Regions from separate parts of the Rattus norvegicus genome. Here all the other regions are linked to region 1. A link is a contact called in public Hi-C data. All regions are on one chromosome and are shown on one strand. The core of a region is the stretch at or near the end of the contact, and the rest is flanking DNA. Distances in the headings are between cores, read along the strand shown.

The links. A called contact is a pair of places that touch in the nucleus more often than the background predicts.
Region 2: a Hi-C map of liver shows a contact between it and region 1, with 2.4 times the contacts expected there. The contact joins the promoter of Ss18l1 here to the promoter of Rps21 in region 1. A contact is called at or near these places in 3 of 12 Hi-C or Micro-C datasets (the A7r5 cell line, liver and psoas muscle).
Region 3: a contact with region 1 is called in a Hi-C map of Schwann cells, with 5 times the contacts expected there. The contact joins the promoter of Mtg2 here to the promoter of Rps21 in region 1. A contact is called at or near these places in 5 of 12 Hi-C or Micro-C datasets (the Rat2 cell line, Schwann cells, frontal cortex and 2 more).
Region 4: a Hi-C map of mammary epithelial cells shows a contact between it and region 1, with 4 times the contacts expected there. The contact joins the promoter of Osbpl2 here to the promoter of Rps21 in region 1. A contact is called at or near these places in 3 of 12 Hi-C or Micro-C datasets (frontal cortex, mammary epithelial cells and psoas muscle).

The regions. Positions count from the first base shown.
Region 1 is chr3:187,721,670-187,728,057 of GRCr8, forward strand. Rps21 (ribosomal protein S21) reads left to right here and starts at 2,369. Exons shown (of 6, transcript NM_031111.1): 1 at 2,369-2,398; 2 at 2,554-2,616; 3 at 2,718-2,781; 4 at 2,931-3,002; 5 at 3,182-3,237; 6 at 3,332-3,391. The coding sequence starts at 2,567. The coding sequence ends at 3,341. It overlaps Cables2 (Cdk5 and Abl enzyme substrate 2), which reads right to left. Exons shown (of 11, transcript XM_008762589.3): 7 at 6,128-6,231; 8 at 5,688-5,794; 9 at 5,316-5,531; 10 at 5,031-5,214; 11 at 3,459-4,392. The coding sequence ends at 4,363.
Region 2 is chr3:187,518,416-187,524,803 of GRCr8, forward strand. It overlaps Ss18l1 (SS18L1 subunit of BAF chromatin remodeling complex), which reads left to right and starts at 3,201. Exons shown (of 11, transcript NM_138918.2): 1 at 3,201-3,277. The coding sequence starts at 3,209. It overlaps Psma7 (proteasome 20S subunit alpha 7), which reads right to left and starts at 2,831. Exons shown (of 7, transcript NM_001008217.1): 1 at 2,673-2,831. The coding sequence starts at 2,768.
Region 3 is chr3:187,541,124-187,547,511 of GRCr8, forward strand. Mtg2 (mitochondrial ribosome-associated GTPase 2) reads left to right here and starts at 2,482. Exons shown (of 8, transcript NM_001013924.1): 1 at 2,482-2,580; 2 at 3,304-3,410. It overlaps Ss18l1 (SS18L1 subunit of BAF chromatin remodeling complex), which reads left to right. Exons shown (of 11, transcript NM_138918.2): 11 at 1-1,750.
Region 4 is chr3:187,584,787-187,591,174 of GRCr8, forward strand. It overlaps Osbpl2 (oxysterol binding protein-like 2), which reads left to right and starts at 3,776. Exons shown (of 14, transcript NM_001013079.1): 1 at 3,776-3,836.

The DNA of each region.
Region 1 (6,388 bases), core at 1,119-3,618:
GCCCAGGCTGTCCTTGAACTTGCAGCAATCCTTTTCTCAGTCTCAAAAAACTGAAGTGCTGTGATTAGAGGCATGAACTGTCATGCTTTACTCATGGTTCTCTACCGTTTAAAGCTCACAGGTGAGGTTGGAGAGATGGCTCAGTGGTTAAGATCACTTACTGCTGACTGCTCTTCCAAAGGTCCTGAGTTCAATTCCCAGCAACCACATGGTGGCTCAAAGCCATCTGTAATGGAATCTGATGCCTCCTTTGGTGTGTCTGAGACAGTTACAGTGTACTCACATACATATAAAGTCAATAAATCTTTTTCTGAGCTTTCTTACTCATTCAGATTTTTTTGAGACAAGGTCCTACTTTGTAGCCTAAGATCAAACTCTTGATCCTCCTGTCCACACCTCCCTAGTGCGGAGATGCAGGCATGCAGTGTCCTTCCTCTTCCAAAGGTCTGGAGCAGATGGTGTCTGCTAATTCTAGCATCTGAGTTGAGTTCTGGATCGATGTCTTTCTCTCACTAGTGACTGCATTCCTTTGCTGTCTAATCTGGCAGTCGTTGAGAGGACGCCAGATGATGTGAATTTTCGTTGTTGTGGGCTTTTTACCTTTCTGAACTTTCTGTCCAGCACTATGCGTACTCTGCGTTTCTACTTGAATCCAGTCCCCGCTCTTTCTACGACTGCCGAATTTGCTGAGTGGAGTCTACTTCAGGTTTCTGGGTTTCCCTTTGGTCATGGTCTCCTTCCTGGCACACCTGCTGCTTCATCTCTGACCACTAAGCAGGCCGTGAGGGTTCAACTCAACATACACGGATGTAGCCAGACCAGCTGCAGATCTCAAAACTAAGACATAAACAGACCAACCCTGTCTACGTGCCTTGTGGCCTATACGAAAGGTCATTTTCCTAGAGTCAGTGGCTCTGGTGTTCTCACTTCTGACACACAATAAGGATCTAGCGCAAACTCCAGACGCAATGCAGGAAAGGAGTCTGGACAGCTTGAACATGGCAAACATTGCTCTGGCAGCCTCCCCTCCCCCTTGCCTCTGCCTTGCTAAAACCCGACAGACTCCATTCCTAAAGCTAGCCACCACGGACTATCCCTTATTTGGCCACTTCCTCCTCTTGAGGCTGACTACCAAGGTCGGGCTATCAAAAGCTCGCTTTGGTTCACTTAACTATCCAATCAATATACACCACCGTGTCCTAGCCCATTCTAACACAGAACTCCCCCTTTTCACTTATTAAAAATTACACCTGCAAGGTCATTTGTTGGTTTTTCTGTCCGAGTCAGAAAGCAGCCACTTTTAACTTTTCTTTCCCCCATTTAAAAAAGCATCTCTCTGTGAGAACAGGTGTTTGGGTGTGGTTTGTGCCTAATCTGAAAAAGAACCTCTGCTGCGCGGGGAATCTTAATGCACACATGACTACTTGCTTTCCAGGTTTGTGGAGGGCCAACTCCGTGACAGTCCTGGAAGGTGATCACCAACTCAGGGTGTAGGGAGATTCTCCCCAAGACTATGTAACTGGGTGTATACAGATAGATGACATCGGGCATACAGTTCTACAGTAGCCTCATCAACAAGGGGCTTACTGCACACTCTGGTGACTACGGCCTGGGAGCTTTCTTTTTTGGGGGGCAGGAACTATGTAGACTAGAATGGCCTCAGATATCACCTGCCTCGGCAGCCCGAATGCTGAGATTAAAGGCGTGCACTCTCAGGCCAGACTCACTTCCCTAGGCGTGTGGACCGCGTGGTGGCTGGAACCGGACGAGAAGGGGAAGGTTTGGGGAGAGGAGCGGAGCCTGGGGTGAGGAGGGGCAGGACAGCAAGGACGCAGTTCAGTTCTCAGGATGGGTAGGGGGTTCTTGAAGAAAATGAAGGTGCAGCGGAAGGCCAGCGGTCCAGCTCATTTGACGCGACATCAGTTTCCCCTTCCAAGGATTGTGCTTCCGTCCCGGCCTCCCCCCGCAGTCCACGCTCGGCTGTTCCTCTCCGAGGCTCTGGCGGCGGCTTCCCGGAAGCGCCCAGGTCTGTGATGTCCGCGTTCCAGCACAACTGCCTGGCTTCCTCTGACACCATCCCGAGGGCGGCCGGCGGACAGGACAAGTGCAACCCAACTGGACGAGGGCGGAGGGGCGAGACTCCGCGGTGGAGGCGGGGCCTGAGGAAAGAGGCGTGACCTGACTGGAGGCGGAGCCAGGAATCTATGTGCTTTGTGCAGAGCTGCCCGGGCTTCTTTGCACCGGAAGCGGAAGTAAAGGCTCGCAAATAGGCCTCCGGGATGGTGGATACAGTCAGCACGACCCGGAAGCATTTCCTGACGAACCGCCCCTCCTGCCCATTAGTGCTGTGGAAGAACGAGCCACTTCCTTTCTGTGTTCTCCGTAGACCCGTGAGCAGGTAGGCCGCGCGGCGGGCTGTGGGCGCGAGCTGGACCGGGCCGGGCGCGGTTGGGGAGGTCGTGGTCGCATGGCCGGGAGCGCTCGGTACATGGGTCTGGCTAGGGCTCGGAGTGCGGCCTGACTAGCCTTATGATCCGCGTGGTGACTCTGCAGGGACGGCCTCGGTATGCAGAACGACGCCGGCGAGTTTGTGGACCTGTACGTGCCGCGGAAATGGTGAGCTGCGGCATCATCTTTCCTGTGCCCATTTTTCCTACTTCCTTTCATCTACTGTTCTTTTGCGACCTATTACACGCACTGTACTTTTCTTTACTCAGCTCCGCGAGCAACCGCATCATTGCTGCCAAGGACCACGCGTCCATCCAGATGAATGTGGCCGAGGTGAGCTAGGAACCCGATGATGAGGGGGAAGGAATAACGAGGCAATTAAGCCTCTGAGTGCCTGGTTCTCGCGTTGGTGTTTTCTAAGATCGAGGGTAGACCGACAGCGTGGGGTGGGGTCGACTCTCCCAACCTTTTTGTCTTTTCAGGTTGACAGGAGTACAGGCCGATTTAATGGTCAGTTTAAAACCTACGGCATCTGCGGGGCCATTCGCAGGATGGTGAGTTGTTTTACCACATGGACCTCTGCCTTTTAGTACTGTTGATGTAAATATTTGCACTATGATGGTGGTGGTGCCCCTCTCTAGAGCACAGATTTGGGTCTAATTGTGCGTGCTCTGCCCTGCTAAGCAGGGAGCCAGCTCTGGGGATACTCAGGTATTTATTTTTAATTTTGAAGGGCGAGTCAGATGATTCTATTCTCCGATTGGCTAAGGCTGATGGAATTGTCTCAAAGTAAGTGGGGGAAAATGTCACAATCGGGTTGAGTGGCTTGGGAGATAGTGGCCAGGAGATACAACTTTTAATACTGCTTTTTTCCCTTTGTTAGGAACTTTTGAGCCAGAAGAAATCGGGAATAATTTGTTATAAATAAAAGTGATAATAAGTACCTGTGACAGCAAAGTCTGCTTTTACTATGTTTTTATCGTGACTAGGAAAGGAGACAAGCAAGGAAGTATGTTGCAAAAACAAGTTTTACTTTTAACAAAAACATTTAACACCTTCCATTCAGAACCGGCTGGACATACATAAGCAGCATTCTGAGGTCACACACACAGCTGTGCCTGTTGAGTGCTGAAGGTACAGCACCAGGTCTGTGGCATTGGGTCACAGTCCAGCTGGACACCGTGGGCACACCTCGGATTTCTGGACTTAGTCTAGGACAGACACTGTGTTTAGCCTGTCATTTGGTTTAAAGGTTGGTTTTGTTGTAACAGTGCTTATCATACCACATGTCAGCAGCTCTTAGCATTACTGAGGGCAAGGAGGGAAGGACTAACAGCACACCAGCTTGGTAAGATCATAAATATAGAAGCTTAAATTATCACTGTTGCCAGCTTTAACATAACTAGAATAAGCTACCAGGGTATCACCCCCAGGGATAGCCGACCAGTCAGCTGTATCTAAAGTTCATTTTAAGTAAGACATCACTGTCTGCAGATGGCACCCAGGTGCTCTAAGGATAGCGTGCTTACACCAGCATAAGCATGGGCAGGGTAGAAGGCTAGAGTTTACTATCCTTCTACTATCCTTCAAGGTCTCTGTTTAAGCTACTAACATCCATTAGGTAGTTGAGTGGTGTCAGGCTTGAGAGGGTAAGCATTTCTGGGATGAGTGGCTGTGGAACCAAGCACTTGAGAGCAGTGGGACTGGCATCTGCCAGGCTGGTGACCAGTTGTAGGGAATAACAGGCCTGGGAAGGTGGAGGATGGCTCTTGTCTGGTGCCAGTAGGAAGACAGTGGCACAGTCAATACACAGGCAAGTTGGCCTGGATGGCATCTATTTGTGAGGAGTCACTGATGTGCTGTTAGGTGGCAGGGTCAGTACCTTCCTGCTTGAGGATCAAGTGTGGTGCAGAGTCAGCAGCAGGCCTTAATGGGCCGTCTTTTCTGTTATAGAAACCAAATCTCAAGTTAATACCTTTTCTCCATCATGATATTGCTCAGGAAAGTCAAGAGCCCGCAGTCAGCGGTTGTCTTAAATGGTCCAGTACCGCAGGGATAAGTGCTGGCAGGAGGCAGGGGTTGGGGTGGGTGGTGGTGTTGGCCAAACACTGTATGTGGTGGCACAGGGGTTTCACAGTGGCAGATGCTTTAACAAGGTCCAGTGTGAGCAGACTGCCCTTTCCTGCATCTTGACCAAAAAAAAGTGCTGATGGGGGAGCTCTGCCTGGGTGGAGGCACCAGGAGACAGAAGCCTGGCAATTCCAGTATGTTCAGAAGGTCTGGACACCTAGGTCTCTACAGGAATGGTTTCATGGCTAGGCAAAATGAAAGCTGGACCTCAGGATTGACAACATAAACCAGGCTGGTCTCAGGCACATGAAAAGCAAACCAAGCCCCACGATGTTCATTTGCTTCAGGAAAACCCTCAACAGGGCCTCAAGGTGAAGATGGGGTACACTCCAAAATAAGAGCAGTGCCTCTTTCCAAGGGAAGCTAAGAGCTGCCCTGGACTGAGGGGCAAGTGCAGTTACTAGAGGAAGGACAGGGACACTACTAGTCAGTGCTCTAGCCAAGCTACTCGCCTTCCTGCCAAAGCAGGCTCCCTGTGGGGTGCACTGTTCTGGGCTAGAACTGCTGGGTGAGGCGTCTGTAGTGAGGTAATACTTGGTTCTCCGGGAGGTACAGGGCCAGTTCCAAAGCCACAAGCACCGTGAACTCAAATCCAATGAGATCCTTCCTGTTGAACCGGAACCTTTCCTCCAGCTTCTGCAGTGAAGGAAGCAAAGGGTCAGTGGGTTAGCTCCATCTGTGGTCCCCATCTAAGGCTCAGCGCCCAGCGCCCACCGGATTGCTCATGCTGTGCACACCTCACACTCACGTCAATAAGCTGCTTCACTTCACTCTTGCGGAGGTCACTGCTGATCTTGGCAGCCAACAGAACACAGGCGCCAGCACACAGTTTGCGGTTCTGTTTGTTGAGCTTGCCCTGCAGTGCAAGCTTCTCAAAGTACACATAGGCCATGGACACAGTCACAGGCTCCAAGCTGCACTCTTCAGAAAGGTTCCGCATCTCCCGTTTTAAACTGTGGGTGGGATGGGAGCCATGTCCCTGGGGTAAATCTACGCCACAAGACTGTGATGAGGCAGCAGCCACCTTCTATGGCTATGCCATGGGCTGAAAGCCCAGAGCCAGGTTAGGTGGTTGGGGAGGGATTAAGGGCTGCCTAGCTGGACCTTACCTCCTAATTTTGCTCAATGTCAGTTTGATATGAGGGAACTTCTCCCTGAAGGTCTCGTTCATGTCCTTTTTGAGGTCTGCAGGCTTCACATACTCTATAACAGTGGTCTGTAACAGAAGTAGAGGTAGGTGGAGAGCAAGATGCTTGAGTAGATGCTCTGTAGCATGTGGGGCTTCAGAGAGGTGCCTGCATTGCTGAGGATAAAATGGCTGAGTTTGTCTGTTCTCAGTGGATAGGCCCAGCCTGTCAGACACTCAGAGCTGACCCCAGGAAATGTCTAGCTTGTTTGGTTGTCTTGCTTTGGCACACTGCCCTTGTCTATGCGCCTTCCCACTACCTCTTGGTGCTAGGTGGGGACAAGGCACCCTGGGATGGCTGTTCTGAGTTTCTGGTGCTCATTCAAGTCCTTGAACCCTGGACTACTGGGTTGTGGAACTCACCATGTATGAGGCAAAGATGAGTACACGCTTGTGCTTCCCACACGGCCACTGTGGGTCATCCAGGAGGTTGGGGTTGTATTCTACTGCATCTCCCCCGTCGCTTCCTGTACGCAGAGGTAGCTACTGATACCCTAGATCCTGATCAGAACCCACCTCACCCTCTCCCACTGCAGCCAATTAAGAGGCATGACAGCAAGGCTCTCAGGTCTGAAAGGGGCTCCAGATCAAAGGCCAGGGCTTGGGTATAAAAAGTGATGGCTG
Region 2 (6,388 bases), core at 1,951-4,450, 200 kb before region 1:
GTGCTACAAAGCACCAGACTTTCTGCTTGAATATTGTAAACAGGATTAAATAAAGCCAATCTTAGGTCAAGAGGCATAGTTGGCATAGCTCCACAGGAAAAGTATGCCTACCCATATGTGGCCTACCGAGAACATTAAGGAAAAAAAAAAGATAGAGTAAGCGGAAATCAAGAGGATGGATAGAGGGGCTGGGGATTTAGCTCAGTGGTAGAGCGCTTACCTAGGAAGCGCAAGGCCCTGGGTTCGGTCCCCAGCTCCGAAAAAAAGAACAAAAAAAAAAAAAAAAAAAAAAAAAAAAAAAAAAAAAAAAAAAAAAAAAAGAGGATGGATAGAGACAAACAGGAAGCAGAAAGAAGGGACATTTAGTTGGAAGGGTTTTTTTTTTTTTTTGTTTTAAAGGGGGATGGTTGTGGGATATTGACTGAGAAGGTCAGCTGGGTTCTTTTTGGCCTCTGAGCCAGTAGGCTTTCACCCCGCATAGGGTTCCTGAATCTTCACTGGTAAAATCGAATGAGTGAGGTTTTGTTAAAACAACAAAACCCCACAATAAACCCAGGAAACTTCACTGACACTTAACCCTTCAATCAAGAGAGGAATAGAAACAAATGTAGCAATCCCTGAAAGGGCGGTTGGGCAGAGAGCACATCTCGGTGGCAGCTCCCTCTGACTTGGGACAGGATCATTGGAGCCAGTCCTCCAGATATCGGAAACCTTCTACAGGGCCTACCAAGGGCCCAGAGTGATTTCACAAGTTCCTTCTGGATCCAGAGAAGCCAGCTGGGTGCAGCAAGCAGCTGCCAGGTGGGAGCTCAGGAGACAGACACCCTAGATTCCAGACGATTCCTACTGAGCGCATGGAGACCCCTAGTGTCTTCCTCAATCCCTTCCCCAACTTCAAAAGCAGTTTTAAGTATGTTGTGTCCGTACACCTAGTGTAGCTGCCCAGGGAGGCCAAAGGTGCTGGGACCCTTGGAGCGTGGCAGTTTTGATCCTTACAACCTGGGTGCTGTAAACTAAACTCAGGACTCTTTAAGAGCAGACCTGCACTTTTTAACTACTGCATCATCTGTCCAGCCTGCCAATGTTTTTTTGCTTGTTTGTTTTTGAGACAGCCTCACACTGAACCGGAATGAAGCTCACAGATTCTGCTACACTAACTGATCAGCAAGCTCAATGTATCTTCCTGCCTCTGCCTCCAAGGCGCTGGGATGCTGGGATTCCAAGTACGTCTGTCCCTGGGTGCAGTTGCCTTTAAAAAACAAAAATGGGTTCTGGGGTCCTCAGAGCAAGATAAGATTTCTCTATCTTACCGGCCTCACAGGTTTTTGTTTTGTTTTTGAAAGAAGGTTTCTCATTAGCCATATCTCTTAAGGTTGGAGAAATGGCTCAGCGGTTAAGAGTACTGGCTGATGGGGTTGGGGATTTAGCTCAGTGGTACAGCGCTTGCCTAGGAAGCCCAAGGCCCTGGGTTCGGTCCCCAGCTCCGAAAAGGACTGAGGTTCAATTCCCAGCACCCATATGGCAGCTCACAATGTCTATAACTCCTGTTCCAGGGGAACCAACATCTTCACACAGACATACACATGCAGGCAAAAATACCAATGCCCATAAAGTAAAAATAAATCATTTTTAGGGGCTGGGGATTTAGCTCAGTGGTAGAGCGCTTACCTAGGAAGCGCAAAGCCCTGGGTTCGGTCCCCAGCCCAAAAAAAAAAAAAAAAAAAAAAAAAAAAGAGTACTGGCTGCTCTTCCAGAAGACCCCAGGTTCAATTCCCAGCACCCACATGGCGACTCCAGTTCCAGGGAATCTGACGCCCTCACACAGACATATATGTAGACAAAATGCCAAATGCACATAAAAATAACTTTTAAAAAAACACGTTAATAATGCACACATACACACAAGCACAAAGAGGGTCTTTAATTTTAGAAGCCCAAGCTGGTTTTGTACTTGTAAGATTTTCGAGCCTCCTCAACCTTCTAAATGCCAGAAGTATATAGGCCTGCACTTCCAAGCCTGGTCATTCCAGAGTTCTTGGGTTCTTGCAAGCGCTTCAAGACTCGGAACCACGTGTGTTCCCGAAGATCCGGTGACTCCGGAAAAACCAAAACCAAAACCAAAACTGTCTCACTGCTGACTCTTGCAGGTGTGAGGCAGCCCCTTTCCAAATAGCGATAAGGTCTTTGAACAAAACCGGGGGCGCGGTGAAAGGGGCCCACCGGAACCAGAACGCAGCGTCGATGGCGCAGGCGGACCCGGAAGCAGCCTGTCACCATCGCAGGGACCATGAACCGCCCTTTGTTCATCCATAACGCCTAGCTCGCAAATCCAAAAGTCCCTACCGGCGCCGGATACAGCCAGCCTCCCGCTGCCCGCGCGCACCTGCGGCCTCCGCCGTCCGCGCCGCGCACACAGCACCAAGATGGCCCCGGCCCAGCCCCGGGGATGCGCTCGCCTAGACGCTCCGCAGTGGGAAAGACAGGCAAAGTCGCTCGGCTCTCTAGGGAGCGCGGCGCAGGCCCCGCGGCACGGCGCCCTTCCTACGTCGTCACCGTTCAGCTCCCGTCACCTCCCGTCCACCCGCCGCCAGCAGATAGCACGGCCTCCAGGCCCTGGTCTCCGTGCCCCGCTTCCTTTTGCACCCCGCCACGCAGGCCCCCGGCCGGCTCACCGCGGTGGAGCCCTTCTTGACCGCCTCCTGCGCGTACTCCACTTGGAAGAGGTGGCCGTCGGGCGAGAAGACGGTGATGGCGCGGTCGTAGCTCATCACTGCGGACGCGCGAGCTCAAGCCGCCGCCGCTCAAAAGCGCACACTCACCTTCAGCGCCCCGCCCGCCCGGGCCACGCTGCTGGCGTCTGCAGCGTCCGGCGTCAGGGGGACGTGCGGCGCGGCGCGGCGGGGCGGGGCAGGGCGGGCGGAACCACCGAAACCCAGCACAGGGGGCAGCGTAGCGGCAACCTGCTGGAGGCAGAGCGGAGGCCGGTTGTAGGGGGGCTCCGCACGGGATCCGGTCCCGGGAGGCAATCGAATAAGGCGCGGGGACGCGGGGGCCTCGAGCGCGCATTGGCGATAGGCAGGCGGGCGAGCCCACGGCACCGCGCCCCCCGCGCCCCCGCCCCCGCGCTGCGGAGAATGGGCACCTCGGGCCGCGGGGCGCAGCCGGAGAATAAACCCCAATGATCACGGGCTGAGTCCGCACCACCACCATGTCCGTGGCCTTCGCGTCGGCGCGGCCGAGAGGCAAAGGGGAGGTCACTCAGCAGACCATCCAGAAGGTGGGCAAGGCCGAGGGGGTACAGAGTGCGGGTGGGCGCGGGACAGGAACAAAGCCGGGGCACAGCCCGCTGCACGGAGCCCTGACGGCGGCTCCGCGCGCCCCCTGGAAAGCCTGCGCCAACTTTGCCGGAGGCATTGGCAGCGGGGGCCAGGCGGCCGCAGTGGGTGGGGACCCTGAAGCACGTCGCGCGGTGTCCTCCGAGAGCGCCCCAGGCAGCAGACGCGGCAGTGCGAGACGCCGGGGCCCGCGGCCCCTCCAGCGGGGCGGGGGCTCGTCGCGCTCCGCTGACAGTCCTGGTAGCGACGGTCGCGCGCCTTTGCGCGCAGCTTGGCGAGTGGAGAAGGGGGCGCAGGCAGCCTGGAGGCACGCCGCTGCGGCGAGCTGGCGGCTCTCGTGAGGTACTGCGGTGCCCTGCACAAAGGGATGCATCCAAAGTGTGCGTGCCATCCCCAGGGCCTGCACCGCTGTCCGAAGCTTGCTGCCCGCGGCGGACCTGAGGCCAGCGCAGCCCCGCCCACGCTTGGGCCGCTGGGCATCAGCGAGCCTCGCCTCCTGCACCCTGGCTTCAGACACCGCAGGTTTGTCCTGCAGTCTCTCTCATCCTTTAGTTTGGGCCAGTTTCCCATAGAAGGCGTTTGCGTGGGTTTGTGGGACGTCTTTAACAAAAGGAAGTTTCAAGTTTTGACATAGACACTTTAGCTTTTTACTGTTTGCCTTCGCTGTTCTGAGCTTCTTGCGCGCCGGCTTTTAATTCTGGTTCCTTCTACAGAATTCCTGAATTCCCTTGAGCCAGTTAGGTCCCTAAGGGCATTGGCCTTTCTACTCCCTCATGACCCGAGAGGCTTGTGGGGATTTCCTTCACTTGTCGCCTGTTTCCCAGGTCACCCTTGCTGTCTCCTTAGGTATATAGTGGTTATCACAGTTGGCAAGCCCTAGTCAGGGGAGATTATTGGAGCAGAGCAGAAATACAGGTTTTGTACTTCTTGCCACATTTAACTTTTTGCAGAAGTGACTTAGTGAAGGAGGCTGAGACTGCACAGGCTACGTGGGAGAGCTAATAGTAGCCCTTCCGTGTGACTCCATAGGCTGCTGTTCCTTTGGAAGTGGGTCTTCAGTTCAAGGTCCTTGACCCGGTAGGGCTGTGCGATCCACTTCCTGTCTCTGTGAATCCTTTACTGAGAAGGCTCGAGGGGATGTGTACTCTGACCTGTCTTGGTGATGTAATCACATTCTGAAGCAAGTGCTACAAGATGGAAAGTTTAGGGACAACCTGAGCTACATGACAAAGTCCAAGGGCAGCTGAAGCTGCATAGCAAGATCCTGCATGGAAGCCAAGGTCTAGGGATGTGTCTTAGTAGAAAGACTCTTTTTTTTAATTTTTTTATTTTTTAATTTTTTTTTGGAGCTGGGGATCGAACCCAGGACCTTGCGTTTGCTAGGCAAACGCTCTACCACTGAGCTAAATCCCCAACCCCAGTAGTAAGACTCTTGTTTAGCACACAAAGCGTTAAACTATACACACACACACACACACACACACACACACACACACACCCCACACAGGGCTATGTATGTATCTTAGTAAAACTCTTGTCTAGCATGAAAAACCCTAAACTACACGCACGCACGCACACAGGCACGCACACACGCTAACCAGCCCCTGCTAAGACCACTGGGGAGAGCCAGGGATTTGGGAGAAGGCTGGTCAGTGGTCAAAGCAAACAAAGTAACAGCTTGTTTTGGGAGGACAGATCCTGCTCAATCTTCAGAGCACCGCAGAACAACCTCTCCTTAATCTTCTCTTGAGAGACACAAGGCCATTGTAGGACTTTGAGGCATTGTCGGTGGCATACAAGTGAGTTAGCATGTACTGAGGTAGCCTTTGCTGGTCCCTAGTCTTGCATGGTACACCCTGTATACTATAGAATCTATAGCACAGGTTCTGCCTAAGCGGATATATCCGTGCCCCTTAACTCTCTGACTCGCCACAACCCAGGTGATATTAGACAACCGTCTTCATTCGCTCACACTGCTGAGGTGTGAGCAGTGGCTGCCTCCCTTCCCTCCTGAAGTTCCAGAGGAGGCTACCTCATACCTTCTCAACTTCACGTGGCTGCCACAGCCTTTGGTGTCCTTCGGTCTGCAATGAGATCTCTGTTTTCCTCTTCTGGGATCTCCTTGCCTGTTTTTCTACCTCTTCTTATAAGGATAATGATAACGTTTCTTTGCAAATAGACTTCTTTCCAAGTTGAGTGGCTTTCTGCAGAAGCAAGGGTGTAAAGTCAGGGAGTTTGGGCAGGCAATGGGTAGTTCTACATGTGGCCCTGCAGGGAGTGGGGACCCAGAGTGGAAGCCTGGAGAGCTGGCCTGACCTGGAGCAAGTGAGCTTGCGGTGACAGCACTGGCACCGGAGAGGGATGGAGTCAGAACTGTGCTTTTGTGTGGACAGTGTGGGTGCCTGGGATCCTGAGATGTCTGCAGCTGGCAGAGACACCACTGACCAAGGACCAAATCTGTCTTCCTCTGTACTAGCTAAGGGCCATAGTATACCAATGTCCAGCACTATGCTCCTGCCTATAAGAAGGCCCACTGGACGCCCCCTGCTGTTTCATACAACAATTACACAGTGAAAGTCATGTGTCTCTGTTGCTGATTATATTGGCTTTTTTTTTTATTCTTAAGTACATACATGGATACATGTGACACGGTGTACAGGCAGAGGTCAGAGGATTAGCTTCTTATCCTTTGACCTGGGTTCCAGTCTCCAGGCTTCTAAAGCCAACCCAATTAGAAAGGCCAACTTGGCTGCTTGGAACGTTAGAGCTATCCCCATAATGGTGGATGGCGAGTGGAGCTGAGTCTGAGTCTGCTATTAGAGTGGAAAGGTAATGGCTCTTGGGTAGCTGTTCCCGAGCAACAGTCCTCCCCAGGGGAGCACAAGATCTCTCTTTCCATCCCTGGAATGGAGAAGGAATGATATCCCTTTATTCCTCAGTCTGGAGTCCAAACTGGGAGGGAACAGCCCTCGGGCCTCTTTGCTGTCTTGTCAGGCAAAGGAGCACTCTGCATGGTTCTCAGCCTGAGCCTTGCATTCCTCGGATGGAGAGAA
Region 3 (6,388 bases), core at 1,232-3,731, 180 kb before region 1:
ATTTTAATTCTGTGCAAACAGGAGAGGCAGCCTCTTTGAAAAGGTTCTGTCAGAGGAAAACACCACATATAGTGTAGCATGCGTATTTCTCAGCATCCTTTTGGATAATAATGATGTGACTATGAGAAAAAGAAGAAGAAGAAGGAAAAAACCTTCAAGATAAGTGCTAAGAACAACCAAGAACATACAAAACCATCTCTGAGGATGCAGGGCTTGGTGCCATCGGGCCTGTCAGCCGGGATGCTTTCCCTTTATCTGTGTCTTATATGTAGCCCAGACTGGCCTCAAACTCACTACATAACTGAGGCCGAACTTAACCATCCTCCTGCCTCCACTCCCAAGTACTGAGACCATAGGTGTGTACTACCATGCCTGAGTGTTTCCAGTTGATTGTTTTTAAAATATAAAACTTATCGGTAGCTCAATGGGTAAGGCCCTTTTGTGGGGTTTGCTTGAACTAATCTTGATGGTCTTGCCAGAAAATACAGTGCAAGCTCCGTTTTACTCACAGAAGAGCAAGGGCCGCATTAAAAGACTTGTCTGTGGTAGTTTCCATATTAATCTAGGATGCCCTCCCTCTCCTGTGGGACTTGATATCAACAGCCATGGGTGTATATGTCTCCTAGGCATAGGGTTTAGGAAACACACAGGCTGGCTACGTGACGGTTTTAACTTCATAGAAATGAGTTTCTGATCGATATGTGTCAGAAGTGATGGCAACTTCATTTTAGGGACTCAGTCTCTTTTGCTCCTTTCCTTTCTGGCAGTTTCTATAAAACCAGTCTTGCAAGCTCAGCTGGGGGCTAAAATATCTCATTGAAAACGTCAAAACATTTTAAGTAACTGTGAAAATGGTTTTTATTACTTGCCAATCTGGGAATATGCCTTCTGCGTGTGCATATATGTGTATGTGTGTATCTGTGTGTGTGCGTTTGTGTATGTTAAAGTGCTGTATTAGTGTGTGTATGTGTGTGTATGTGTATGTTAAGTGCTGTATTTAGTGTTTGTTAATACTTTTTGAAAGAAAAGGACACTTAAAAAATATTATCACCCCAAAAGTTCAATCTGAAATGTCTTACATTAAGAATTTCTTGAATGTTGTGTATATATTTTTAAAAGCACTTTGTGAAATAGTTTATACATTTATTTCCTAATTTATACCTGATTTTGGTGTTAATATATTTAATGATTAATAATAATGTTTATTTAATGTTTTGTTCATTTTTATGTAATTTTGTGGGGAAAGGTGATGCCAGTGTTTTTCATTGCCTGTATTATAGCTTTTCTTCTGTTACATGAATGTTTGGAAAGTCCTAGGCTGAAATGAACCCTTTGTGCGGGCGTGGTTGACTGTGTTTTGTTTTCTGTGACCCCTCCTACTGAAGGCCAGAAAAGATTTGGAAATCACTGCTCATTCTTCCTCCTGTTTCCCAACATCCATTCAACACTTGGTGAACTTGACCACTGATGACTGGGGTTTTCAGATGTGCAGACCACTACCCGATGCTTAGCAGAAGCTGCGCACGTCAGGGGCCACGGTTGTACGGACACCTCAACAGACTTAGCAGATAGCACAGTGGGAGATGGGAAAAGTCCGCAGAGGTACTGGATAGACACAGGCCTGGCCCAGGAAGGAGGTGTCTTCCTCTCCTGTCCTACCAGTTTTCAGACGTGGGCTTAAGTAATGAGTGTCCATTCAAACTTGTAAAAAGAGGACGACTTTCCATTAAAAACACTTTTTTAGCCATTACCTCATCTCTGTTTATTGAACAGGTTACGTCTGTCTTGTTATTTGTGAACGAAGTACAATTTTAAAACACCCTATCGTTTTCGCCCTTTTCTGTTTGGTTGGTTAGACAGAGGATCCCTGTACAAAGCTGTCTCGCCTGGAACTCACAGAGATCCCCCTGCCTCTGTTTCCGGAGACTGAGATTAAAGGCGTGAGACTCCGCACCTGGCTTTTCCCTGGTTTTGTGAGACAGGGTCACTGTGTGTCTCAGGATGGGCTGGAATTCACGGTGATTCTTCTGCTCAGGTTCCTCAGTGCCCTTATAGTAGACTTTTGGCTTCAGTGCTGTAGGGACCCCGGGCTCAGAGGCGGTACCGCGCCTTCCGGCTTGCTGGTGCACTGCGCATGCGCGGCCAGAAACCCGCCCCGGAAGCAGTCGAGCGAGCGGAGGTGGGAGCCTGCAGGGAGCCGGTGGGTGCGGGCGGTGTTTCCCGGTGTGCATTCTGCGGTGGCGGGTGGCTTGCGGGATGGCTGGGCGGGATTTCTGTGTGTCGTGGCTCAGATGGGGACGGCCCGTCCGGCCTGAGCGCCAGAAAGTTGGTTTCTGAGGGATTCGTTCTTGCTTGAGCTTGGTGGTGCCCGCCTGTAATCTCATCTGAGGCAGGTGGATTTCTAGGAGTTCGAGGCCCGCCTAGGCCACATAGTGAGACCATGAACAGAAAACGATGACAGAATGTTACCCTTGCCCAGGTCTTTTGGAAAGCCTTTATGGATGCACTCCTCGGCGTGCCGCCTAACTGGGCATTTGACTTATCCTGAGTCCCTGCCTCCGCGGCTTTATTCTTTTAAAGGTGAGGTAAAGAAACATTCTGCACACTAAGGATCGGTAGAGATGTGGCTGGGGTGAAAGCAAATAGCATTGTTCCTACTCAGGAGCCTAAAGGACCAGGCTCAGAACAGTTTTGGAGCTATCGGAGGTTTCCCTGCCTGCATGTGAACCAGCCTGGGAAACTGGAGTGCAGGGTCGGGAGCAGCTGTCCCTCCAGTCTGTCTGTCCCACAAGGCCCCATAGGGCAGGCACACCGGACCGCAGCGTTGTTGAACGCGTGCTTTATTTTGTTTTTGAAGCAGGCTTTCCCTGGCTCGCCTGGAAGTCAGATGCCTGTCTGGCTTCCAGAGTGCATCTGCCCACCATGCACAGCAGGAACACTTTTTTTTCTTCTTCTTCTGAGTGACGTGTAATTAAGTAAAAACCGTGTAATGTGAATTGTCAGGTGACAAAATGATACTCTGGTTTCTAAATATTTTCCACATGAAGAAGGAAGTAGATCACAAACACATGTAATGAAATGTAACAGTATGTAGCGGAAACAGTAGCGGCGCCCCCGCCCCCCCCCCCCCCCGCCCCAGCGAGATTTGATACCCTGTAGCAAAAGGAAAAGGAAATGCTTAGAATTCAGTTCGCTAACTGTAAATACTATGAATCCATCGTGCTTAGCCTGTAAAAGAATAACACTGGAGGAATGAAAACGTTCCTCAAGAATGTTTTTCCCCCTTCTCCTTTTTTAAGACAGGTTTCCACATATCTGGCTCCCTGGCTGGCCTTGAATTTCTTGTGTGGTAGAGGATGACCTTGATAATCCCATCTTCCCACCTCCAACCACTGAGTGCAGCACAGTGAGTAAGTGATGGCACGCCTAGTGCCTGTGGTTTCCGGGGGTCCACCCCAGGGCTTCATGCATGCTGGGAGGGCAAGCATCCTACCAACTGAGCTACACCCCTCTCCCACAGTGCTTTCTTCTTTCTCAGTGAAGGCGTGGTGGCAGGTGTTTCTAGCGCCAGCTACACAATCAGTTCAGTCAGTACACTGTGGAACCAGGGCAAAAGGTTCCTGGACATTTCCTCTTGTGGACAGTAGCCGGGAGCTCAGCATCCTGTATAGCAACAGTGACCCTCAGGCTGTGGCACTGAAATTCCCTATGCATGAAAGCCTTGCTGTACAGCTCTAAAGTGTCTGGGGTGTCAGGCTCCAGGCCCTGACTCTTCACTGGCCCAGCAACAGCACCATTAGAGAGTGAGCACGCTCTCCTAGCCTCCCTCTGCAGTGTGATGCCGGTGGGCCCTGCCCACTAGGGCTTTCTGTGACGGCACTATCCTTATCCGTCCTGCCTGGTGTAGCCCTATGTGGCCTGTCACACTGAAGAACTAGGTACTTAGGCTTCATTTACTCTCGTAAGTGTGCCGATGCACGCACACACACGTGCACATGTGTGGGTAAGAGGATATTAGGTGTCCTACAGAATGAGATAAAATACTAACCTGGTAGGGGAGTTAGTGATCAAAAAGGTGGATTTCTAAGGGTGGGGTTTCTCCAGATTGTCGGCCCCTCAACCTCCCCAGATGTGGAACTAACTGCATAATTTGTGGTAGCAGAGACTGTGTTCTCCAGCTCCTCAGTTAAAACAGAAGAAAAACAAACAACTCCCAGAGCTGTAACTGCGTGTGGTGCTCACACCTGCAGTCTCAGCCCTCCCTGAGGTGGAGGCAGGGGGATCAAGGCCAGCCTCGGTAGAAAAAGGATTTCTAGGTGGCCTAGGTTACATGATAACCAATCCCATATCAGTCAATGTATTGGGTTGGCTGTGGGGGTTGGGTGGGGTTGGGTGAAGTTGCTTGCCTTTCAAGCTGGTGACCCAGGTTTGATCCTGGAGACTCTCGCTCTCATTCCCTGAGTCTGGATCCTCCTGTCTCATCCTCCCTGTAGTGTGTGTAGCTTTTCGAGGGCTGGAGTCCCAGCTCGAGTCCCTGTGCTCACACAGCAAGCATTCTTGCCCAGCGAGCCATCTCCCCGTTCCAATTGTATTTAATTTTAACTTTACCAATCCCAGTTGGCTGTAGACACTGGATGAGACAGTGCAGAGACAACATTAGGAAGGCAGTGAGAGAGAGAACAGTAAGGGGAAAGAGGTTTCATTTAGTCCCTGACAGGGTGCCACCCGTTAAAAGAGTGGCCACACAAACTGAAGGTGGGGAAAGGAGCGAGCTGCGGCAGTGTCCACCTTTGGTCTTAGCACTTAGAGGCAGAGGCAAATAGGTCTCTGTGAGTCCAGGCCTGCCAAGGCTATATGGTGAGACCTTGTTGTCCCAAAACCAACCGCCCCAGCCCCCCCCCCCCAAAAAAAAGAAAATGCACCACAGGAAGCACAGAAAGAAGGAAGCATGCCAAAGCAGGCCCAATTCTGTGTCAAGACTCCAGGTGGCTTTGCAGCTGTTCCTAAACTTTCAGTTGGGCTCCACCAGTGCCAAACCAGCTGATGGTGTCAGCCTGTGCCTTACAGGTCTAGCTGCTGGTGTGCCGGCAGGTGCCCATAGCAGAGCCAGAAAGAGTGCTTTTCCCTTGACGTACCACACTCCTATGACACTCTTCCCTTCATGCAGTAGCTCAAGTCCTTGGTGAGTTATGTTTCTGTTCTTTGCTTCCGTGTCTCCATTGTCAAATGGGAGTAGTAAAAGACTTTGCTCTGTGGAACCCTTATGGACACAATGGGTTAATCACTGGAACCCACTTTAACAGGGACAGAATTCTGCAAGTAGCACACGAGGGCTGGAGCATTTGCTGCTTGTTGGTTGGGCTTTTTTAATTGTGTTTAGATTTATTTATTTATTTTATGTATGTGAGTACACTGTCACTGTCTTCAGAAACATCAGAAGAGGGCATCTGATCCTGCTACAGATGGTTGTAAGCCACCATGTGGTTGCTGGAATTGAACTCAGGACCTCTACAAGAGCAGTCACTGCTCTTGACCATCTCTGGAGCCCCAATTGATCGGTTTTTCAGGCAGGGTCTCACTTATCTCTGGCTGGCCTCACACCGTGTAGCTGAGACTGGTCCTGAACTTGCTGAGGTAAAATATGTATACCAGCCTTGTGTGTTTATATAAAGTCTCTCTGTAGCCGAGAGCCTGGAAATCATAATAGCTTAGACTGACCTCAAAGTCAAGGGAATCCTGCTCCCCTGAGCTCCACTGTAAGGGTTACAGACGTGAGATCCCATATCTGGCTCATGTTATTAATTTATTACAAAATGGTCTGGGGGTGACGTGGTGGTTAGAAGCACATGTTACTCTTACAGAGGACCCAGATTCAGTTCCCCAACATGCAGAGGTTCACAGCAATCCATAACTCCAGTTCCGGGGCATCTCATGCCTCTTCTGAGCTCCACGGGCACTGGGTGTTCATGTGGTGTACATTCATACATGTGGGCAAAACACTCATAAAGTAAATGAGAAAAAATGTATTTTTAATTTACGTTCAAGCGCTTTTCACATTTGAAAATTAGGTAGAGAAGATTGCTTTCTTTGTTGTTGTTTTGTTTTGTTTTTTTGAGACAGGTTTTCTCTATGTAACCTGGCTGGCAGGGAACTTACTCTGTAGACCAGGCTGACCTCCAACATATACTCATCTGCCTCTGCCTCCTTAGTTCTGAGACTGAAGGAGTACACTACAAGACCTGGTAAATGGTTGCCATCTTTAATTTCTAATTTATTGCTGCTGATATATATACACACACACACAACACACATACATACATAATATATATATATATATATACATATATAATACATATATGTGGAGGTTTGGATAAGCTTGGCCTTGTTG
Region 4 (6,388 bases), core at 2,526-5,025, 140 kb before region 1:
CACATCCCTCTGATCTCAGGAAGCAGTAGATAGCTGAGCACCGAGGCCTCCTGACTTCAGGTAGGCAGGGTTCCTTGTGATCGCTCATCTTGAGTAGCTGGGCATTTAGCTGACCCAATCCACTCTAGGGAAGGGAGTCTGTAGGGCCTCCTTTCCCACCTCCTCTGGATCCTCACTCCTTGACCTCTGCAGGGCCTGTCACCTTGTCACTAGGTAGGTGGATAGGGTAGCTTTCTTGGAGAGGAAGGAATGCTGGGGTTGGCCTGGGACGACTTGGACCTTGCTGTCGAATGGAGAGAACTTTTGGGGTGAAAAGTTTATTGGGGAATGCCGCGTTTCCTGCTTCCTCTTGGCAGAGTTTAATGGGTGCAGCTTGTTCGTGTCCCAAAGCCACAGGGGGAAGAAGAATAAGAAAAAGCCCTTTTCTGCTGCTATTGATAACTTGTCTCTTCACGAGGCGGGTTCAACCTAAAAATACCCACCCTCCCCGACAGGGAAGCCAGCGTCGTCACGTTGCAGAGGAGACTTGAAAGTTGGCTGGGAAGAATCAGCCGAGCCACGTGAGCTGGTCCAGGCCTCTGTGGCCAGGCTGCCCACTGGCAGCCTACTTCCTGTCCCCACGGAAGATTCCATGGCATGGCTGAGAAGGGAGCTGGAAGTGTGCTCTGCCAGGGGACTGGGGATGTGGGGTGGAGATGGCCTCGGGCTGGCTTCAGCAGCAGGGGCCAGGTGGGGCCACATGCAAGGCACCCGAGTTCCTGGATGCTGTGCCCTGGCCCAGCTGGCCTACAAACTGGCTGAGATGAAGAGATAGCACTCTGGCAAAGAGGTAAGAGTGAAGTGGGTGAAGGGCAGAGGGTGGGTGGCTGGCAGCCTGGCCCTGGGCGAGCTGCTGCTGCTCTTAAGCCTTAGTTTCCCTTCTGGAATGGGGAACGATAACCTCTGCTATGTGTCCTTCAGGGGTGAGGATGGGGAACAGGATGGTGGGGTCTGTGTTGCTATCTGGCTGTGACCACCCACAGCATCAGCTGTGGTCAAGGGAGGCCTTGCGTGGGCCTTGCGAGACACAGGCAGATGGCCTGCCCATGGGGAAGGGGTAGTCAAGACAGACAGAGGGATTCTGTCAGGGAGCCTCTGCCCTCCATTCTAAGCCCTCAGAGTTGGCTTGGTCTCCAGGATTTATCCTGTGATCCCCCACCTCCATTCAGTACTTGGGACTGGATGTATCTTCTATTTACACCATGTGGGGTGGGGCAGCACCTTCATGGCATCCCATTGTGTCCCAGGAGCTGAGCAGGAAAGAACACACTCTCCAAACAGTCATTTGGCACTTCTCAGATGCTGAGAGCACTCAAAGCTGAAGCTACTCTGGGGTCCTGTGATGTGGAATCTGATCTTGTGACCCTCAGCCATAACCCCTTCGGGAAGCTCAGGACAGATCCTGGTCTGGGGTCTGGGCATGGCCAGACTGTTGACCCATCAGACCTCTCTGTGCCTTGTCCCCAGGAGGCATTAACTGGGTTGAGTTCCATGTCTGACATCTGTAAAGTGGGAGCAATGACGCACATCTCCCTGGTCGGCTGCTGAAATGGGAGAACCAGAAGGGACATCATGGAACATGTGGGGGTCATTTCAACTATCACTATCTGTCATGGCAAGATGCAGAACCAATTCTGCCTCTTTCTACACCCTACTAGTCCATCCTAGAGAACACTGCCCCTCGGCGAAGATGGAGGAAGCCCCCTCCCCTACTGACGGAGATGCTGAGCCACCCAGTCCTGCACCTGAGAAAGTCCTGCCACCTGCTGAAAGGCATGGCAGCCCCTAAAAGGGGCAGAGAGCCAGGCGTGATGCTGGGCATCTGTCAGCTCAGCACTGAGAGGTAAAAGCAGGAGGTGAGGAACTCAAGGCTATCCTCATCCCCATGACAGAGCTGGAAGACAGGAGGTTGGAATGCCACCCCAGCCCCAGGGACCACCCTAGGTTAGCCCACCTACTCCACTCAGCTTGGGTGGTTATCCTGCCCAGATGGCAGGGCCCTTTAGCTCAAAGTCAAAAAGCAGGTAGTAAGCTGTGTCCTTCTGAGGCTTGTCCCTTGCATAGGGGCTGATCTTGGAGATTTAGGTGAGGGTGTGGGTGGTGGTGGGTTTGAGGGACTCTGAGCTGGTCTTGGCCAGGTCCCCAGAAAAACTGCTGAACCTGGTCAACCTGACTATCTCCGTGGCAACCGGCTAGCCGTCCTTGTCCTGGCTGGGGGGCCAGCTGCCGCACCCTTCCATCAGCCCTCAGCGGACTGGAGTTGCTTTCTTCAGAGGTAACCATGGCAACGCCTTTGTTTCGGAAGCCTGGCCCGCCTCCCTCTGTCTCTCTCTTTAGGAGCAGAGCATGCAGGGGGCTCTTTTCCAGTCCCAGCACGTCTCCCCTGCGCCATTGAGAAGGGGCCACCAGAAAGCCAGGCTGTCCCCGGGGTGGGAGCCAGAGAGGCAGACAGGGTCTGCTGGGCCACAGAAGCTCATGCACTGACTCCATGTTTGCAGAGGGCATGAGCATCTGCAGAGTGGGCCACAGAGGCAGCCGGGGAGACCTGTGTGTGAGCACCACCTTACTGGAGGAAGTAGTGTGGCCTTGGGGGCAGAATCCTTCATTATGTGCTGAAGGGTCATGGGTCATATGTTACCGATTTCAGAGATTCAGAACCCCTTTGCCAAAACCTCAGACTGGCTTAGCAAAGAACCCCAAGTAGTTACTCAAGAACTGGAAAGCCTAGGACAGATGTCAGGTGCAGCTGGCTTTGGGTGACCTGGGGGTCTTGCTTCCTCCTTGGTTTCCTGCCCTCAAAGGACCAGACACCTACAGTTGCTCTCACTTCACTTGCTTCTGGGTAGGTTCGTAAAAGACAGGAGACATCTGTCTTGCTTCCCTCTGGTTTGACATTGGGCTGAATCTCCTGTCTAGGACTGAACCACATGCCCCATACTTTTGCAATTCCTGTGTCCTGCAAAGTCTAATGCAAGTCAAGTAGCCATCTTGGTTCATGTCACTCAGCCTGTTTCAAACCAGACCCTCATTCAAATGTGATGAGGAGGCTGGGGAGCCCTGGCTACAGAGTAAACTGAGTGTTCAGAGAGGTCAATTAGCTTTCCTAAGGCCAAACAAGCTGCAGGGGTGTCGTGTCCCCAGCGATCCCCAGTTTAACCAGGAGCCACTGCAGACCACAGGGCGCCTAAGGGTGTTAAACAGGATGAACCGGCCAGGGAGGCAACTGGAGGGGTAAACTAGCCCCAGGGTATATTAAAGCCAAGATTGGCGCGCAAAGGCCAGCGGCGACATTTGCCTTTTGTCCAAACCCCAGCAACCGTAAGAAGCGTCTGCAGGGTCGGGAGCCGAAGGATAGGTCTAGCCCAGCGCCAGCCTGGGATCGTCTACGCCCAGCCACCTGACTCACTGTTTGTAAACTAGCCTCTCCCAAGGTCACTCCCCTTCCTCCTGCCTCCCCTTCCTTCTAGCTATAGTATCTGCATAAACCCACCTTTTCCAAGCGGTGATTGGCTGGGTGCGCCGCCACTCCCCTGTGTGAGCCGGACTCTGATAGGGTGGAGGAAGAAGCTGTGCGGAGAACGTGATCCGCATGGCTCCGCCCCCGGCGCGGCCTGCGGGCCGAGCGCTGATTGGCGAGGCGGCGGCTGACGGGCGGCGCGGGGCGCGGCGAGCGGCGCGGCGGGCTGTGGGTCGGAGAGGCGCGGGCCGCACTTCCGCTTGGGTGTCAGAGGGTTGCTGGCCGCAGGCGGGGGCGGGGCGGCCGTGGGGGTCGGTGGCGCCGCGGGGACCGCGTTCCGGTGAGTGGGCTGTGGCGGCGTGGGCGCGCGGGGACGGGTCTCGGGAAGGCCCGTGTGACACCTAGGCCGCGGCAGGGCCCGGGCTGGAGAGTCGTGGCGCTAGGCCGCCGGGATTGTGGACGGCCGCGGGAGGGACTGGGCGCCGTGGGGCTCGAACGAGGTCCGCGGTCGCGCGCGAGGGACTCCGGCATTCTCGCCTCGCTGGGCGAGCCGCGCATCCCTTTGGGGCGCGCGCGGAACTTGGTGCCCGCGTGGCCTCAGGTCCGAGGGCCACAGCGGAGTCGGAGCGCGCCTTCTGATCGCTCGCGCCGGCGAGGCAGCCGGGGCGGTCTGCGCTTAGTGCGGCCGGTGGGCCCCGCGGGGACGCGAGGGCGGTGGCACGCAGTCCCCCTTGCTCTTCCGAGACTCTGCGGCCGAGTTGGGGCACCTCTTGAGAGTTGGACAAGCTTTTGGGTTATGCTCTTTTGGATTGGCCTTTGCACATCTGGTTCAGTGGTTCTGTGGGTCTCCGCACACACCTGGGGGACTAGGCTCCATATCGTCAGAGATGTTGAAGGGACAACTCCTGAATGGGTTCCTCAGGGATGGGGAACTGCTGACCGCTCCTGCGGAGAGCCTGATCCTTGCTGTCACCCATCCTCTCTCCCACCTTCATTTCTTGTTTATGGCTTGTGGCATCTGCTATTTCAGTAAAAGAAACATATAAGGTCAGTTGTCTGAAGTGGGCTCTTACAAGCAACAGGTGCTCCAAAGTGTTAGTTCACTGCCGTTGAGTGAGTAAGGGGACATTTGAGTGGACATATTGTCCCGTCGCCTCCCAGCGCCTCTGATGGTGCCATCTAAAGAGTGACAATGAGGAAATGGGTGCTGCATGTTCTCCATAGAATCTACCTTCCTGTTTGCCCCAGGTACAGTCAGTCTGTCAATAACAACTCTTATCTCAGGGGATGATAATTTTGAGCAATTATTTGTTCTAGATTATTAGAAGCACGTACAGCAGTTAGCACTAACATTATCCTTATTCCTGAGGAATACAGAGCTCAAGGAACTTCAGATCACATAATAGTAAATTAAGTAGCAAAGGTTCTCTCTCTCTCTCTCTCTCTCTCTCTCTCTCTCTCTCTTTCGGGATGGATATTGCCTTATGCATGTCAAGACAAGTGAGTAGCCTCTGCACTATATTTCCCAGCTTTAGTTCGTTTTCTCTCTCTCTCTCTCTCTCTCTCTCTCTCTCTCTCTTGGAGCTGAGGACCGAACCCAGGACCTTGCGCTTGGTAGGCAAGCGCTCTACCACTGAGCTAAATCCCCAGCCCCCCAGCTTTATTTTTTATATTATAATATAATTACATCATTTCCCCCAAGTCCCCTAGTACTCCCTTTGCTCTCTTCCATGGCCTCTACTTCTTGGATTGTTGTGTGTGTGTGTGTGTGTGTGTGTGTGTGTGTGTGTGTGAGAGAGAGAGAGAGAGAGAGAGAGAGAGAGAGAGATCTGTATCCTTAAATACATAAAATACAACCTGCTCAGTTTGGGTAATGTTACTTGAATGCATTATGTTTCCAGGGCCGATCATTTGGTATTGGGCACCAGTTGGTGTGTTCTTTACATTTATTTTGTTACTTTTGAGGAGGATCTAATGTAACTGGGGTGGGCTCAAATGTAGTTGAGCATGACCTTGAGCTTCTGACCCATTCCGTGTTCTGGGATCGCAGGCATGCATGCCACATAGCACCTGTCAAGTTCCTATTTTTGTTTATTTGTTTTTTGAGACAGGGTCCCACTGTGTAACATTGGCTGGCCTGAAACTTGATCTGTAGATCAGACTGACCTCCAACTCAAAGATCTGCCAGTCTCTGCCTTCCATTTGGTGGATGGTTTGAGGCCAGTTTGAGACCAATCTGTCTATATAGTGAGTTCCAGGACTGCCAGGGCTACATAGAACAACTCTGTCTTGAAAAACAAAAACAAAAACAAACAAAAATACTAAGCAAAAATTCCACGAGGTTTTTTTGTTTGTTTGTTTTTTGTTTTTTGTTTTTTTGTTTTTTTGGTTGTCATTGTTGTTGTTTTCTGCTTTGACACATGACTTACTCTGTAGCCCAAACTACCTAGACCCATCCCACAGTCCACCTACCTTATCTGGGATTGTAAAAACCTTATGTGAAAGTTAGGCTGGAGGTGTGGAACCCACCTTTAATCCTAGCACTCAAGAGGAGCCAGGTGTATCTCTGCAAGTTTAAGGCTTGTCTGGTCTACATAGTTCCAGGACAGCCAGGGCCATGTGAGAGATCCTGCCTCAAAAGCACTCTCTCCCCAAAATATACAGACAGACAGACAGACACACACACACACACACATGCAGACATACAGACAGACACACATACATACAGACACACATATATCTACACACATATACATAACATGTGTGTATATATTCATAAGTGTATATGTGTGTATATGTATATTTATGAAAGTCAGTATGAAATTCTAAGCATGTGTGTTAAGCATTTAGCAGTGCATTGTGGCATATGCCCTTTAATGCTAGCACTCAAAC